Linked DNA regions of Danio rerio: region 2 is linked to region 1. The links are chromatin contacts, called in public HiCAR-type maps. All regions are on one chromosome and are shown on one strand. Each heading gives the region's core, a stretch centred on a gene start, on an enhancer-like site or on the middle of the called end of the contact. The rest is flanking DNA. Distances are from core to core; before and after follow the strand shown.

The links. HiCAR-type assays count read pairs that join an accessible place to other places.
Region 2: a HiCAR-type map of caudal fin shows a contact between it and region 1, with 4 times the contacts expected there. The contact joins the enhancer-like site here to the promoter of nbeal1 in region 1. A contact is called at or near these places in 5 of 18 Hi-C or Micro-C datasets (caudal fin, embryo, hematopoietic stem cells and 2 more) and 1 of 4 datasets of contacts at active chromatin or transcription factors (caudal fin).

The regions. Positions count from the first base shown.
Region 1 is chr6:4,964,663-4,970,680 of GRCz12tu, reverse strand. It overlaps nbeal1 (neurobeachin-like 1), which reads right to left and starts at 4,071. Exons shown (of 52, transcript XM_073953562.1): 1 at 3,771-4,071. It overlaps stradb (STE20 related adaptor beta), which reads right to left. Exons shown (of 13, transcript XM_009302115.5): 13 at 5,718-6,018.
Region 2 is chr6:4,999,353-5,005,425 of GRCz12tu, reverse strand. nbeal1 (neurobeachin-like 1) reads right to left here. Exons shown (of 52, transcript XM_073953562.1): 4 at 5,913-5,994; 5 at 3,548-3,675; 6 at 1,046-1,128. Among named protein-coding and RNA genes, the nearest start is that of nbeal1, 36 kb to the right of the region's middle. Within about 2 kb of position 2,910, at least 4 of the 62 cell types and tissues checked have an H3K27ac peak or open chromatin away from gene starts, as enhancers often do. A contact at or near this core is called in caudal fin, where this site is marked.

The DNA.
Region 1 (6,018 bases), core at 2,822-5,321:
GTGTTTACACCTACTAGTGCTCCACTAAATCTTCAGCTAAACCTTTATTACCTGAAGACTTTACTTGCAAAGCAAAAACAACATTATATTTTTTAGATCTGAAATAAAAAAGTCTCCATAACCCTGAAGAATGCAAGGTTAACAAGCGAGAAAATCAATCACTGTGCACTAAAATGACTTCTCAAGGAGGGTCGGCAGTATCTACATGTGCAATCCTCCACCAATGAACAGAAGTGGACAACACCAGCAGCACCTGACCTCTCTGTACATGTCAAGTGTTCCCATATAGAACAGCGTGTACCAGCTACATGCGTCGCGCAGGAAATAAATAAATAAACCTGAGCAGCTTCTTACATGCACAGAGATGATCTGCTCATGCTCAGTGAGGCGATGCACATTTGCGTGAGAAATGAAATGCATTCAGCGCTGCAAGCTGCTTACCTTACTGCAGTACAGCATCCAAACCTCATACAGCCTCTCGGTCGATGCCATTCTGCCCCGCAAGCCGTGAGCATGTAGGCAGAAATCTATTCCCGATAATAATCCCGAAAATATCGCGATCAGTATTCCCGAACCCTCATGGTGCTGAAAGGAGTTTGCCCAAACGCCACACTCGCTCACAGATGAAGCCCACTAATGGATGAATGGGAGTGTGTGTTAATCCAGCGTGACAGATCGTGTCATTTCCTCCCTGCATGGCGAAATCCCATCCATCATGTGAACTATAGCAATCCCAGATGACTTTCAAAATAAATAAATAAATAAATCCCTCTGTTCTTCCAAGCCCTGTCAACAAATAGAGCACACGTTAAAAATAAATAAACAAACAGGCAGGTGTTTATATCATTGCAAATAGGCAAAACACATTTGCATGCCGCAGATCACAGTGTAATGCATGACTCTGAGAGAAGGGGAAAGATTTCCCAAAATAAACCGACAAGCATGACATCATCATCCCAGGCCAACTCAACACGCTCACAGAGACATCTTTATTCTGCTGACTTTAATACGCAAGCCTTAACGTGGCATAAGATGATCAAAAATGACTATTTTGCTGATCCTCAACAACTATAAATACATTTATGATCCAAAATTCTGACTGACTTGGACAACTGTATGAGAGAAAATTATACAAGTGCAATTTCTAGACCTGGCAATGCAGTGGCGCAGTTGGTAGTGCTGTCGCCTCACAGCGAGAAGCTCGCTGGTTCGAGCCTCGAGGAGTTTCTGTGTGGAGCTTGCATGTTCTCCCTGCGTTCGTGCGGGTTTCCTCCGGGTGCTCCGGGTTACAGGTGAATTGCTAAATTGTCCGTAGTGTATGAGTCTGTGTGTGTGAGAATGTGTGTGTGGATGTTTCCCAGAAATGGGTTGCGGCTGGAAGGGCATCTGCTGCGTAAAAACTTGCTGGATAAGTTGGCGGTTCATTCCGCTGTGGCGACCCCGGATTAATAAAGGGACTAAGCCGACAAGAAAATGAATGAATGAATGTTATTAATAATTATTCAAGAAAACTCTGTTGATGAGAAGTGTTGTATGTTCTGACACAGTTTAGGATTTCTGTCTAAATGTTGAATTTGTTTTTTTTTTTATGACATACAGTAACAACATCCAAAGCTCTATATTAACTTTTTGTTTGCAGTTAAGCCTGGTTTATACTTCTGCGTCAAGTGACCGGCGTAAACTCACGGCGCAGGCAACGTGCGTAGCTGTGCATTTATACTTCTGCGCGCTGTCTCTGTTGGTCTGCATTAACACTTCCGAAACGCTAGTTGGAAGTGAGGTGTAAATGTTCCTCTGTGTCGAGTTTCTTCGCTTCTGTTTTGCTTTTCCTAAACACTTCCGGGATGTACAAGTGGCTCAAACTCGCTCATTTTGAGGCAGGAACCGGCGGACGTGCAACAACTTTAACTATGAGGTAAACACAGAACAAAACTTTTCATCCGGAGCTCCTTCACGGGACTCCACACTTGCAAACAATCGCTCGCGCCATTCGCACGACTCTTGGTCCCGCCCAGACTCGTCAGCGCTACCAAGCCGACCAATCACAGAGCTTGCGCTACGCGTTGTTGCGACATGTAGTTACATTTTTTGAGAGGTGCACGTCAGTGACGCCGACGGCCACGGCGAAGGGCTATGCGTCAGCGCCGTAGCATACGCTGGCGTTTGACGCAGAAGTATAAATCAGCCTTTATTGTGGAATAATAGAATAATAGATGCTCTAATATGTTATGATTTGAGGCTGTCAGTCTTTTTGATTCTTCATTATAATATTCAAATTACTTTTGTAACGTACTTGTTGAAAATCCAGGACTAAATCCAAACATGCTTTTTATTTTATTGATATTTTAAAAGTTTTTTTTTAACAAAATTAATATTTATTTCATTTCTAATGACAAAAACAAAAAAATGTATGTAATTTCCTTAAATTTACAAAGTCTAGAAATTAAATTTTTTCAATCATTTTAGTTTTTATGTTATTATATATAATAATATAAAATATTATTATAATTATATTAGGCGAGGCAGTGGCGCAGGTAGTGCTGTCACCTCACAGCAAGAAGGTCGCTAGGTCGAACCTCGGCTCAGTTGGTGATTCTGTGTGGAGTTTGCATGTTCTACCTGCCTTCGCGTGGGTTTCCTCTGGGTGCTCCGGTTTCCCCCACAGTCCAAAAACATGCAGTACAGGTGAATTGGGTACGCTAAATTGTCTGTAGTGTATGAGTGTGAATGTGTGTGTGGATGTTTCCCAGAGATGGCTGGAAGGGCATCTGCTGCGTAAAAACTTGCTGGACAAGTTGGCGGTTCATTCCGCTGTGGCGAACCCTGATTAATAAAGGGACTAAGCTGACAAGGAAATGAATGAATGAATGAATGAATGGAGTTTATTTATAAACTAATTTAGAGAGGATGACCTGCTTTTTGCTTGCGGCTGGTCCCTCATTATCCAATTTATGATTCACCAATCAGACGATTCCTAAGCCACTATAAACACACTCAGTTCTATATCACAGCCAATGACCATTAAGGTATAACATTGTTCACAGTCAATTAAATAGTGCTAATGTTGTTTTGAAGTCATACTTGCATCATGTTGCATATGTTATTTCAGCCCAAATATTCAAATTACCCTGATAAACAATATATGGAGCAGCTTTAACTCAATTTCATGACTAAAGTAGTAATAAAAGACTTGTATAACAATACGAAATCCAAACATTTGCCACATATTACATGAAACAATATCATAACAACTGTCAGCGGTGTAGACGAGACTACTAGCATCTAAACATACATAAAGCTGTGTCAGAACACATAACATATATTGAGGTGAAGATAGTTTTATATTTGCACATTTGCACATCAGACTTCGTCCTTAATAATATAATTTAATTAAAGTAGTATATACTAATTATAAATAGGAAAATCATATTAGGAGCCAATGATTTCAAAGTACAGCCTTGTTCACAGTCAATTAAATAGTGCTAATGTTGTTTTGAAGTCATACTAACATGCTATTTCAGACTGAATATTCAAATTACCCTGGTAAACAATATAGGGGAGCAACTTTACCTTATTTTCGTGACTAAAATATTTATAAAAGACTTGGATAACGTTAAGAAATCTAAACATTTGCCACATATAACATTAAATAATATAGTCACAACTGTCAGCGGTGTATACCAGACTACTAACGTTAGCATCCAAACATACATTCAGCTGTGTGTGTGTGTGTGTGTGTGTGTGTATATGTGTTTGTGTGTGAAACTCACCTGCCTCAACAAAAGCAGCTCGTCGAAACTCCCAATCCAAGAATCCAGGAATGCTGCAGGATCTGAAGCGCCAGTGACATTTAAAACTGGGCAGTTTCAACAACCCAAACTGGCTTTTGACTCATTTTTGTAACCAGACTAGCCTGACAACCCGGATGCATATGACGAATATCATTGCACTGGACTGCGACGTCTGGTTACAAAGCCACGGCACGGGCTCGGGTGGCTTGAAGGTGTGTGTGTGTGTTTGTGTAGGCTGAGTGTATGTGTGTTTTTTTCTCTCGTCCCCTTGATGTTTTACGACAGGCCGCACTCCTTTACGTTGCCTATGTGGAGCTCATGTGAGTGGGGAAAGGCGTGGCTGAAACTGGCAAACCACCAATCACGTCAAGGCTGGTGAAATTAATATTTATTAGATTATGCATTCATTCATACAGACGCTTCTTTGAGACATTGTTTTTGTACTAAACTGAGTAAAAGTGATGAACATATGATATAATATAATATATAAAATATAATATAATATAATAAAATATAATATAAAATATATAATATAATATAATATAAAATAATATATAATATAATATAAAATATATAAAATAATATATAATATAAAAGATATAAAATAATATATAATATGATATAATATAATATAAAAATATATATAATATAACATATAATATAATAAAATGTAAAAATATATAAAATAATATATAATATAATATAATATAATATAATATAATATAATATAATATAATATAATATAATATAATATAATAAAATAAAATATGTTTCCCAGAGATGGGTTGCGGCTGGAAGGGCATCCACTGCTTAAAACCGTGCTGGATAAGTTGGCGGTTCATTCCGCTGTGGCGACCCTGAATTAATAAAATGACAAAGCCGACAAGAAAATGAATGAATGAATAAAATAATATAAAAATATATAATATATACTTTAGATTTGTGAATATTGGGAATGTAAAATATGTCTATAATAAAGTCTTGTTTTTTATTATTTTAATAAAATATAATATTCGTTTTACAAGCTTGACATGTAAACATTTTGTGTAACCATCTGACAATATCTGAAAATATTAGCAGTAGCAGTAGTAACAATAGTTGCAATACAATATAGCTGCAATGCAATAGCAATGCAATCATTAGCTTCATTATTATAACATACACGTAATTTCTTGCATTTAATTTATTTATAAATTCTACATTTATTATTATTATTATTATTAGTAGTAGTAGTAGTAGTAGTAGTATTATATTGTTTCCTTAATTACGAGTTATCAAATAATTCGCGTGAAATAACTTGACAAACCATGACCGCCCCCTGTTGGACAAAGAGCGCAAATACAGAAACACTTCCAGAAGAGTCCATCGGTAAGGTCTAGATGGGATACAGCTAGATACATCATACATCAATGCGGATACATCAATATAGCATCATTTTTGTAAGACTAAATAACAATAATTAATATTTTTACAGTACTCTGATACCTGGGTTTAGGATTGGGTGGAGGTAAAATACAATTTATTGGGTAATTTATAAAAATAACTACTGTTTTACAGTGCTGTGAGGGCTGGGGTAGGAGTAGACGTTCTTTTTGGCTTAGTCTATTTATCAGGGTCGCCACAGCAGAATGAACTGCTTTAATAAAATACAATGAATGTGAAATTTAATACATAATATAAATAATCCTTAACTTCCGGTCGCAGCCATATCTAATCTAGCAACAACAGAAAAGAGTTTCATCGACGTCCATTAAATTTACTGTCAAATAAATTGATGAAATGAAATATTTTGTAAGAAGCTAAGAGCAACTAAATATCTAGTTACAGGTCAAATTAACAACATCAAATAAAGAAATTATTACAGAAATGACAATTTAATCAGCCGAAATGGCGCGAAAATACAAATGAAGACAGGACACCAAAGAGTTACGAATCAGAGTAAGAATATATTTAACATATGTCTAAATCTCTCGTACAGTCCACATTAAAATAATAAAAAAAGATCAGTCACAGTTTGATGACGCGTTTGTTGAGGCAGTGTTGATATGTTGCACAGCATTGGTGTTTCTTTATGGAGTGAAAAGACTGTCAAAAATATTCAAACCCATGAAATATCAAACCTGTGCACGTGTTATTATAAAAACGTAAAAAAATACAACAAAAAAAAAAACTGAAAAAAATGGTGATTTTTATGAAGCGACACTTCCAAAATCGTACATTTTTAGAT
Region 2 (6,073 bases), core at 1,661-4,160, 36 kb before region 1:
CCAGCTTTTACGGGAAACTTTTTCTGGTCAACACATCGTAGACTTGTTTTTTCTGTATACAAGATTGCACTAGTGTTGGTGTTTTTTATTTATTTATTTATTTTTATTACTATTATTTTTTTGTTGTTATTTTTATTATTATTATTATTTGCTCAAAATACTCCAGTGTATTTGCTTATTGTTACATGTTTATTTCTTTGTATATTTTTGTAATGTTTCACAATGTATAAATAAACCATTAATAAAAAAAAGAATTCATCGATTTCAAATTTTAATGGAGATGATTTTGCAGGGCAGTGCATCTGCATGTCACATGAAAAACCAAATAGAAGTGTTGATAAACACAATGTAGGACAGATACAAGTTAAATAAACAATGCTTTATGGTTTTCTGTGGAGACTAATAGTATCCAGGCACAGAAATCCAATAATTAAATATAAGATAACACTGTATAGTCTTCATCTTTTAAATAAAGACAATTATTCATTGTTAATAATGTAACGTTTTAATTTATTGCCCCTAAATGGTGTACATTTACTTGAACTCTTACAAAGGCCTTAAAAATATCCAAATGAAAATCTTTCGTCTTTTAAAGTCTCAAAAATGCAATGAAATGAGTTTCCCAGTTATTATCATCCCAATTTACCATTGCAGATCTTTGGATGTGACTATTGCATATTCACACACTGCAATATTGACGTAAAAAGTAATATATTGTGCAGACCTATTCTACAGTACCTTTCTTTGTGTTCAACAGTGGAAAGAAACTCAAATGTGTTTGGAACAAGTTGATGACAGAATTAACATTTTTGGGTGAACTGTCCCTTTAATGCACAGGTACACTGATCAACACTTGTTGTATGTGTGTGTGTGGCTAATAAATGTGACAAATGGTGTGAATTTACAGCACAGAAACACTGAGTCTGCTTTGTTTCGAGAGCTCTGGTAATGTGCCATTGCTGAAGGCCAAAGGATAAAGCAGCAGATTTAATCAGTAAATAAACAAACCACATGCCCTATAGGGCTGATCCAGAAGTAGACTTACGGTAGAAGAAGGGCACAAACTCTACAGTGAGCGCCGCGGCTTTAAACTTCTGTCTGCTTCTTTCCACAGTACTGAACTGCTGTCTGCAGGGGCAAACCAACACAAACCAGGGTAAACAGAGTCATTATACACACTTCACTTACTGTCAATATACAGTAATATCACACCGTCATGGAGCATGCCGTAGAGCAGCTTAATGACCTACAATTACTTGAAGCACAGGCTTATTTTTGGTGATAAATATATTCAATAAAGCCATAATAATTGCACTATTTAAAGTATTTCCTTGCTCATACAATTACATATTTTAATAACCTAACACTTTTGCATGACTTCACTGTTCTCTGCTGTCAGTTAATGGTCATATGAAAGACAGGTATACAAATATAAAATATTTCACATCTTTATCATTTTTTTGAATATGTTATTATTTAAAACCTTCATATTTAATAATTATCATTTCTTTTCATCAACTTATGAACTGCACCAAATATTTCAGATTTAGTCTTTAGATACAGAACTTAATATTATTATTAATATAATTATATATTGTTTACCAATATTATTTAAAACAAAATAATATTTATTATTTTTGCTTCATTGTTGTTATTGTTTATTATTATTATTATTAAATTATTATTATTATTATTAATAATACAAATATTATTATTATTACCACAACTATTACTATTATTTTCATTGTTGTTGTTGTTATTATCATCAATAATAATAATAATTATTATTATTTTCATTATTATTATGATGAATATTACAATTATTTATATTATTGTCATCATCATCATTATTATTATAAATATTAGTGGTAGTAGTAGTAATACAATTATTAATTGTTTGTCAATAATTGAAAAAAAAAAAAATAAATAAATAAATAAATATATATAAATATATATATATATATATATATATATATATATATATATATATATATATATATATATATATATATATATATATATATTATTTGCTTTATTCAAGCCATTATTATTTTTATTATTATTTTTACTACTACTACTACTATTATTATCATATTGTTACTAGTAGTAATAGTAGTAGTAGTAGTAGTAGTAAGAGAAGTAGTATAACTATTATTATTAATATGTTAATATTGTTGTTGCTATCATCATCATCATCATTTTTTATTATTATTACTATATTATTAATCTTAATCTTAATAATATTATTATTATTAGCAGTAGTAGTAGTTGTAGTAGTACTATAACTATTATTATTAATATTTTATTATTATTATTATTAAACTTAATCTTAATATTATTATTATTTAATTAGTAGTGGTATAATTAATATTATTACTCTTATTATTCTTCTCATTAATATTTTTTTAAATCACCATGAAAGATGCAAATTGTTAGATTTTTTTTATATTTTTACATTTTTTTTAATTATTATTTAAGCATTTGATTAATTTTACTGTGCCTTTTTCTCAAGCCCCAATTACAAAAAAAAGCTTAAACAAATCAAGTTTAATATCTTAAGATTACTTCAATATAAGAAGAAGAATATAAATATTTATTACATTCATTGTAACATATTACAAATAAATATGATTTAAGATAGTTTTATCACTTTACAACAAAACGTTACGCTTAATAAAGGGGCCGTCTGAGCTCAAAAAAAAAAAACTTTATGAAATGATTCTAGCTCAATTTCTAGAGCCAAGTTACCTGTCCTCAAATAACCTTCAAAACACAAACAAACACACACATTTAGACATTTAGTAGAAGGAGAAACAGAACCTGTAGAACCAGATAGTGTGTGTATACCGGTCAAACACAGCTGCTTTATTTGTGTTGATTTATTCCGTTTTGACTGTGCATGCACTAATTTCAGTGTGTCATGTTACTAAACAGCAGAAACCGGCTCTGGTTTGAACAATGTTTTAGGTTAGTCAGAAAATAGCATATAGCAACATATTTACCCCTCAAACATAAACTTTCACACACCGATCCTTCATTACCGTGGTGTTGAATAACTCCATTAGCCCATTAGCATTTCAGATAGCACACGCTGACAAATCATTTACAGCAGAACCATGTATTACTTGTTAAAAAAAGTCAATGATTCACTCCTCAGTAAATGATTTTGATTTCCAAATCCAACAAGCTCCACAAACAACAGCAGTTTATTCTAGATTAGCAGCCTAAGAATGTTCAATTCGGCATGCACGAGGAAACTTCTGGATTAGCACATGCTTTAACAAAGAGATTAACAGTGCTTCCGGAGGCAACACAGTGGCTCAGTGGTTAGCACTGTCACCTCACAGCAAGAAGGTCGCTGGTTCAAGTCCCAGCTGGGTCAGTTGGCGTTTCTGTGTGGTGTTACCAATCAGAGGACGACCTGCTGAAGTGCTTTCATAAGTGTGCGCTATATGCATTAGATGTTCAGCTTATTCTGTCAAAGAGGACTTCTGGAGATATTTGTGAAAAGCGGAGCTGTGGGATTAATTGTCGGTGCTTTTCTCACCCATGAATGCGATGCCTCCAGTTGTGGTAGGGATCATACAGACTCTCGCAGAAGGCCAGAGCGTGACGGACAAACTCTTCTGCTTGTGTCTGATCGGCCAGCTCCTTCTCTTTTGTCTTACTCTTCAGCTAAAGAGAGGGGAAAATGAGTTGTGGATTTACATCATGACTGAAGAAAAGGAAAAGAACACTGAAGAATGAAGGGAAAAGAGGAAGAAATAAGAAGAAAATTAAAGGGAAAGGTGTAAAAAAGAAATTAAAACAAGAAAGGAAAAGAAATAGGTAGAGGAAATGGAAAATAGAAAGGCAAAGGGAAAAAGAAAAACCTGAAACAGAGAGGAACAGAAAAAAAGAAAGGAAAGAAAAAAAAGTAAAAGAAGAAGAAGGTAAACGATGGTAAAACAAAGTGGAAGAGGAGTGCAAACAGGAAAATAAAGGAGTAAACATATATAATTAATAAAAAAAGGAAAATAAGGAGAAAACAAAAAGGACAAGAAAACAAAAACATTTAAAGAGAAATGAAATAAAGAAAAAAGGAAGACAAGAAAATGAGAGGAAAAGTACAGAAAGGATAAGAGGAAAAGGAAAATAAGGTAAAGGAATAAAGAGAAAAATACCCAAAAGGAAATGTAGAGGGGAAATTAAACAAAAAGGGAAGGACAGGAAAAAGAGGAAAGCATGTAAAGAAAATGATGAGAAAATCAAGAGGAAGATCAGTGTAAATAGAAAAGGAGAAAGGAAAGGCAATGAGTGAAAAAATGAAGAGAGGAGAATTACAAGAAAAAAAGAGAACTTTGACAGAGAAATTAAATAAAGAAAAGACAGAAGAGGAAGATGACAGGAGTTGAAATAAGAGACGAAGAGCAGAGAAAAGAATGTAAAGTAAACAGATGAAAATAAAGTGGAAGTGGAAAAAAATAGCCTGGAAGAAGAAAAGCACAGGCACAAAAAATGCTAAGAAAAATAGATTGAATTAATTAATTTATTAAATGGATGATCCAGAGGGTATTGTTAAGGCTTGGTTGTGTTTATAAGATGCAAAGCAACGTGTGCTCATGTTTTATTTGTAGAAAATCATGTTATTTTTTCCATACATCTCACTTTGATTATATACAGCTACTCAGCTAACATAAAAAGACCGTCATATTTACTAGTTCCTCTGAAGATCCGCCCTCAAGAGACTCTGATTGGTCAGCTAACATGATGTGCTGTGATTCGCATATCACGCCCCTACAATCACGCGATTTTGCACTGTGTAAACACTGTCAGTCATAAAAGCTGCTAGTTTGTGCTTGAATCTGACAGAAAATGACACAAGAGGACATGAGACAAGCGGAACCTCATGCCTGTCAAAAGTGCCTTTACATATTTGGAAAAAGCATGTGTAAGTATGAAGCGTTCACATATTTTTTGCGAGTTTGTTATGCGAGATGTATTAAGGCAGAGAAAGCCACCGCATAGAGAGACGCTGCAGCGCTGCTGAAGATTGTGGGTGTGTACAGCAGTTTGACGGATAAATATGAATTTGTAGCTAAATTTTTAGCAGTGCCAAACAGCATTTCCGGTTGTTTACATCCTTGTTTACGTCCTCAAATAAAAGCACTTACAGGTTGTGACTTACAATCCACAGCATCTGCAATTATGGTGGGAGGAGTTTTTAGCCGAATCCAGCACTGAACTGGAAGATTCTGGAAGTTCTCCTTTGTCAAATGCTAGCTGTATATTTTTTATACTTCTATGGAACATGATTAAAATTAAACTGTAAGCACTTCTCGCTTTGTGTCGTGTCCTTTGGAAGCTCAAATAACAGAGGAAGCCCTGTGGAAATATCAGCGTTTGGATGCCATTTTAGTTTTCTCTGCTACATTACAGCACTACAGCGCCTATGGCCACAGCCTGTTGCTGCGCAGGGTAAATGCGCATGACCTGAAGCATTTGTGATCTTACTAGCACGAATGTATTTATGTTTTATTTTTTGTAGTCCCCAAATTCATTCGCTGTAGGCTTTGCTAAGCTAACTCTGTAAAAACCAATATGTCCCTTTGCATTGAACTGCATCCATCTGCGTCTTTCAGAGATGTTGTTTATGTTCACACAGCTACATTACACATAAAATAAAGTTTAAATGATATCGTAGTGGACCACCTATTTAAATGGGGCAGCTCCTTGGCATGAACCATCTAATTTTCGAGGAGGTCTCAAAAATAAAAGGAAAGCTAGAGAAAATGAAGAGAAAGGGTAAAGAAAACGTGAATAAACAGGAAGTAGGATGGGTGGATGAAAAGGGACAGTCTGAGCACTGTTAATTAATGGTGAACTACTGAAGAAGTGAAGAGGACAGATGTTTTAGCCAGTTGTTCTCAGACCTGCTGGATGTAAAGAGTCGTCATGTTGATGATGTGGTTTATGTAGGAGCAGGCGCCGATCTCTTCCACATTAGACAGGTTCCTGTCAGACACATCACACAGCTGTCAGTGTGGAGAAATTGTGTGTGTGTGTGTGTGTGTGTGTAGCTGTACTGGACACA